Regions from separate parts of the Mus musculus genome. Here region 1 is linked to region 2. Evidence: chromatin contacts called from public Hi-C data. All regions are on one chromosome and are shown on one strand. Each heading gives the region's core, a stretch centred on a gene start, on an enhancer-like site or on the middle of the called end of the contact. The rest is flanking DNA. Distances are from core to core; before and after follow the strand shown. Region 1 overlaps Macrod2 (mono-ADP ribosylhydrolase 2). Region 2 overlaps Macrod2 (mono-ADP ribosylhydrolase 2).

Region 1 (2,768 bases), core at 156-2,655, 140 kb before region 2:
ATGTCTCCTAAGACCCACGTGCTAACAGGTTGGTCCCTCGGGTGGCACTACCGGCTTCGAGTAGAACCTTCATGAGGTAGGATAAAGAAAAAGGCTGTGTGATCCTATCTCCTCCTTTTCTGCTTTTTTGCTTCCTGTCTCCTGAGTTGAAGAGTTTGCATTTCCACTGGGATGTATTGTTTCACCAAAGGCAAAGCTAGAGGGCTGATTGTGAAATGGCACTTCCAAAGTAATTTTTTTCTCATTAAGTTAATTATCTTGGCTATTTCATTACAGTATTGGAAAGCCAAATAACACGAAAAATATTAATGTAGTTAATGACTACCACATTTGTTTGGGGAGGCAGTAATAGTTCTAGAGCTAAGAGTTAACTAGAACATGAATGAACTTGATGTCATATAACCTAACACTTGGTTAAAAACTCTACAAGTGGTTAAAATGGGAAATTGATTAGCTACACACATATATAAAAACATACTTTACATATGAATAAACATATCCATACCATGTTATTTTTAAATATAAGAGCACAGTGTTTGTGGTCAAATGTATAAATTCTAGTCTGAGAGTTTTCACTTCTTGATTTTATGATCTCAATAACTTTTTTTCCCTCTCAATTAAAAGAAAAAGAGAGCTGATCAGCCTTCATCGTAGGAGACTGATAAGAAATCAAAACATAAAATTGTAATCTGTCATCGAGACAATCAAAGATGAGAACCTGATAAACAGTAAGTACAGTCACAGCCTATGTAAGTTACAGGATTCTGGCTCTAGTGGGTAAAATATCTATTTGTTGAAGGCCCTTTAAAAGTAACTCACTACCCACTTATATTCTTTGTTACTACTTCTATTTATTTCTAAATGCACTTACAGTAGGAGCCTTTCCTAGTCCTCAAAAGGACTCACCTCTAGAGTACGTCTACCTTCTCTCTGCTCTATTCGGGGCCAGATGTAGCTTTATAAATCCTTAATACCTTATGCCTAAACCCAGCTCTCTACTTTTACATTTCTGAAATTCTCTTAGAGCCACTAGAGAGTGATGCAGAAGATATGGTTTCTCAATTCACAGGCAAGAGAATCCTACCACCATACCTCAACAACAAGAGAGCAAGTGAGCCAACATGACAAAAATCTCTCAGTCATATCCCCGATTTTACTGATGCTGTCTGAGAGCCAAGGATGGCTTAGGAACATTGTATGTGAGGTTTTAATGGCTTCTAACTCGGGCCCTATTTGAAATGCATTGTCCTTTACCTCTCTTTCTCTTATGTTAAGTATTAGAAATGAATACTTGTGCCCTTCCCCCCAGCCTTGAGCAGGCTGGCTCAGACCTTGTTTGCCACAGTTGCTAGCTCAGCTATGGTGGAGTCTTCTGTAAAGTCTTTTGTCTGCCACATCTGCAGCTTCCTGCAAGAAACCACCTGCTGAGCAGCTGAGCTTGTTTTCCTGAAGAGATCCTGACAGAGTAGGGGCTGGGTTTCTCTCCCTTTTGAGAATTAAAGTTGAGCCTTGATCAGAGAACTTTGTCTTGGCTCATTAATTCTCTCAACGTCCTTTCCATCCATCCCCAGCTTTCTTTTCAGGAACTCAGTAACCTGTGGGCCACTGGCGGCTACAAATTCTGATAAAGAAGCTAACTCTTGAGGTTTCAAAGGCTAGGCTTAGATAGGGTGTGGTGATTTGAAAGGGAATTGCCTTCACAGGCTCATATATTTGAACACTTGGTCTCCAGTTAGTAGAACTGTTCGGTAAGGATTCAAATGTGTGGCCTTATTGTAAGAGGTATGCCACTGGAACTAGACTTTGAGGTTTCAAAAGCTCACTCTGAGCCCAATGTCTGTCTTTCTGTCTGTCTCTGTCCCCGCCCCACCCCTCACCCCCAATATAAAGCTCTCAGTGACTGAGTATTATATCTGTTCATCCATAAGTGTGGATAAGTGTAACCCTCTGAAACTCTGAGCAAGCCTGAACTAAATGCCTTCTTTTAGAATAGTTATGTTGTCCCCTCAAAGCCATAGAACAGTAACTAAGACATGGGGGCTGGACTTTAGCTGAGAACTGGTTTTTGACAATACATGGGCTGCTAGAGCTGGCTAGAAACTATTTTATAGGGTCTAGTCTTTCCTTACTAGCAAAGGCATGATCTTTCTTAATGATCACTGAAGACTGCATAAGTGTTTCTTCTGAAAAAAAAAAAAAACCTGCAGTGAAAACAATGCATGTTATGATATCCACCTAACTTTTACAGCCTCTCTCAAAGTATAGCAGGGAATGGAGTTGAGAGACTGGAAGAGAAAAGTCCTCCAATCTCAATGATATAATATTCCTACAATTGAATCTTGGAACAGTTCATAATTATTTGATGCCTGCTTTCATCGTTGAATTCCTTTGTCATGTTTTAAAACAGCATATAAACAAAAATATTCAAGCGATGGAATACAGTCCCTCAGAGTTAAAACTGCCTATGATGTGAGAGGTTGGATGTGGCATAGATGCATAAATAAACAAATGACGTTGACAAATGTAATCTGTGACGATTTCTCAAAACTGTGGGGTAGGCATACGTAGCTCATGGAGCCACTGTGAATCCATTGAATAAGAAATGTACGGCTGAACACAGTGTCTGACACATCATAAGCCCTTAGTAAGTGGTGATTAGTATTAAAACAATAGAAGCAACTCCTAAAGCCAATCAAGTTTGACTGTTGGTTCCATGCACAGAACTGGCTTTCAGCTTTAAGGAGGTAAAGCTTTCACTCAGACACAGC
Region 2 (2,856 bases), core at 215-2,714:
GACGCTTCAGAGTTATAACTTTGATTATTACCAAATTTGTAGGATTGAGACAGTGTCTATAACCCCTCAAGCAAGTCATTCTAGATCCTGGTGTCTTTAGTCTGCAACATCAAATTTTGGATTGAGTAATTTTAGGAATATTTAAATGACTACATTAGCTCATTGGAAAGTATCAAACTGATGCCTTTGCCTAATGTCAACAAAATGCCAAAGATTCTAATATGTTTTGTAAGGATGCATATATGCTGTGTCTATGTGTGTGTGTGTGTGTGAGAGAGAGAGAGAGAGAGAGAGAGAGAGAGAGAGAGAGAGAGAATGAGAATATAAGAACAAATCACAAATGTGGGTATGTTTCTATACATAATGAATATAGACTAAAATACAGCATAAATGGAGAAAGCTATCTCCACCCTGTGTTCACAACGTGCTTAATTTATCCTTAGCACATAAAGATGCCAGGTGTGATTAGTGTAAAATAAAACTCAGCAGTTTTTAGCAAGACAAGTGCCTCTCTAAACCACTCTCTGGGAAAAGGACTTAAGGGGGAGAAGGGGGAGGATAGAGACATACATTTTATTAGCTGTTCCCCCAACACCTCAGTCTATACCCTTCAGGAAATCTGTGTTAATTGAAGAGAAGTTGCTAAAATAATGTGCAGTTGGTGACATAGAAAGAGGCCAGCCTTTAAGGGATAGGAAGTCTCATCTCTAAGATGTTTTTCTCTATCCTATGTCAAAACCTACTCCTAGAAATAATGAGGGAGCAGAAGCCCGTTCTCCCCCTGAATTCTTTAGCAAAGCAGGGATAATGAGAGGACTTTTTAAGTGTCGTGGTGGGAGTGAGGCTAAGAATTTACTTTTCTAATAAAAGTCTTGTTGAAAAAGGCACAGAGTGCGGTAGATGAATTGCCACACATTAATTCTCCATATTAGAAAATAAAGAAAATCCTCTTTACCATTATCATTCAGCGCACAGGCACACTACCAAAGCTGACCAGGCAAGCGGATTTAGCAGAAAACACTATCATTATGTTCCAAAGTGGGCCACAAAGCACAAACCCCTCTCCCTCAAAAGCCTGTGAGAAAGATGGAGTGGAAACCTTCATCTAAGGAATAATTCTTTGCCACTTTTTCTCCCAGTGATATCACCAACCATTCAGAGGAGGGATAGAATCCATAATGGTCATCCCAATAGGTGTTGAATAGTGAAGGGTGGAGCCAGGAGGGGAGAAGGTGCTTCCCAGAAAAGGGTGGGAAGAGACCCTGAGGGCTACTGAGGAATAGACTCATGTGCAAATTGAGCTAGCTGACTGAGCTTCACTTGGGAGAATGGAGTAAGTGCAGAGGACCATTCATTGTCTTTTGCTCTCTTCTGGGATTAACTTGCTCTGTCTTGGGAAGAAAATTCTGACTAGAGACACTCCCTTGGGTGGGAACAGGAAGGGCTTCTCATGAGTAACCAAATGAGACAGTATTTCCTGAGTCCTCCCCTCTGAAGGTGGAGCTGCCACAGTGTCTAGACTAGTCAAGCAAGGCCTAAGGCTAATACTTTTGGTGAATCAGAGATTGCAAACAGATTCTCCTCCATGACTGGCATTTTAGAGGCCAGACAGGGAGTTGGAGACTCTAGATGAATTATAGATTCTCACCAGGAGGTCATCCATCCTGCTGATCCAAACCAGGAAAGATTAGAAAGAAGACTCTAACGCCGAGTTTTTTCTCCAGATTACACAGGGTGGCAGGAGAGAACCGACTTCCAAGAGTTGTCCTCTGAGCTCTACATGTCTGACATAAGACATAGACATACAGACTCAGACACACTCACATACACACACATACACACACACATATGAAGGCACACACACAAATGCAGGCACACACACACACATTACTACCACCACAGTATAACCACACATATACACACAAACATACACACACATGAACTAACACATATTGATACACATATTCACAAAGAAATTTATAATTTTTGAAGAAGAGGGTTCTTGCTACTATGTGTTGCCAAATGGTACTGTTTTACAGGGCCACATACTTCGTAACTCTGGGGGTACACTTCTTAGTGCTTCTATGATTATCTGTCTCTCTGTCATGACCATTTAAGAAAAATTTCCCCTTGTATTCTTGACTCTGTGAGTTTGGTAATGTTTGTTGATTTGCTGATATTTGGAGAGTGTAAGAAAGGGTAAAATGCAAATGGTGGGAGGGAAAGCTGGGTAGGAAGGAGGACCTGGTAGGCATGGTGAAACAGGGAGGGGCATGAGAATTGCTGCCCAGACTCTGACCCACTTTTACCCTTGGATACCTGTTCATGTTGGAAGCAACTATTTAAATAAACAAAGATCCCTTGGTGATAACTAGCTCAACATCTACATTACTTTACCTCCAGAGGAATAGTTTGAAATGAAGAAGGACAACATTTTTCAGTGGGTCTGAAGTGTGGCCTACACATCAGCCACGGGAACATTAGCTAGACATGCCAATCCACAGGTTGGACCCAAGCCTACCTAATCTGCCAACTGAGGGCAGGTAACAAACATCTCGGTGATTCAAAAATATGCCCAAGTCCCAAGGCAGCTTTGTTTAGGCAGACCAGGGAGAAAAAAGCCTAATAGGACAAATATATGAGATTTTTTTCAGAGTGGTTAGATAGGTTGCTTGCTGCTGAGGGTATAGGGTCTGGGCATAGAGATCATGAAAGAGTAGAAAGTAAGTAATTAGTGGGTTTTAAGTGTCTCTAAGGGAGGGTACAGAGCCAAATAAAGATAATCCTGGCTTGGACAAGACTGACTTGCCGGGACTTGTTTAGGAAATGCAAGCCTTGGTTTACCTGTTTATACTA

What was found. Hi-C and Micro-C count contacts between places; a contact is called where the count stands out from the background.
Region 1: a contact with region 2 is called in a Hi-C map of embryonic stem cells, with 1.7 times the contacts expected there. The contact joins two enhancer-like sites. A contact is called at or near these places in 1 of 39 promoter capture datasets (the 3T3-L1 cell line) and 3 of 484 Hi-C or Micro-C datasets (the 3T3-L1 cell line, embryonic stem cells and epidermal suprabasal cells).

Annotation. Positions count from the first base shown.
Region 1 is chr2:141,407,573-141,410,340 of GRCm38.p6, reverse strand. The region is part of intron 5 of Macrod2 (mono-ADP ribosylhydrolase 2); the gene reads right to left. Among named protein-coding and RNA genes, the nearest start is that of Gm25583, 230 kb to the left of the region's middle. Within about 2 kb of position 1,405, at least 15 of the 459 cell types and tissues checked have an H3K27ac peak or open chromatin away from gene starts, as enhancers often do. A contact at or near this core is called in embryonic stem cells, where this site is marked.
Region 2 is chr2:141,265,384-141,268,239 of GRCm38.p6, reverse strand. The region is part of intron 5 of Macrod2 (mono-ADP ribosylhydrolase 2); the gene reads right to left. Among named protein-coding and RNA genes, the nearest start is that of Gm25583, 370 kb to the left of the region's middle. Within about 2 kb of position 1,464, at least 20 of the 459 cell types and tissues checked have an H3K27ac peak or open chromatin away from gene starts, as enhancers often do. A contact at or near this core is called in embryonic stem cells, where this site is marked.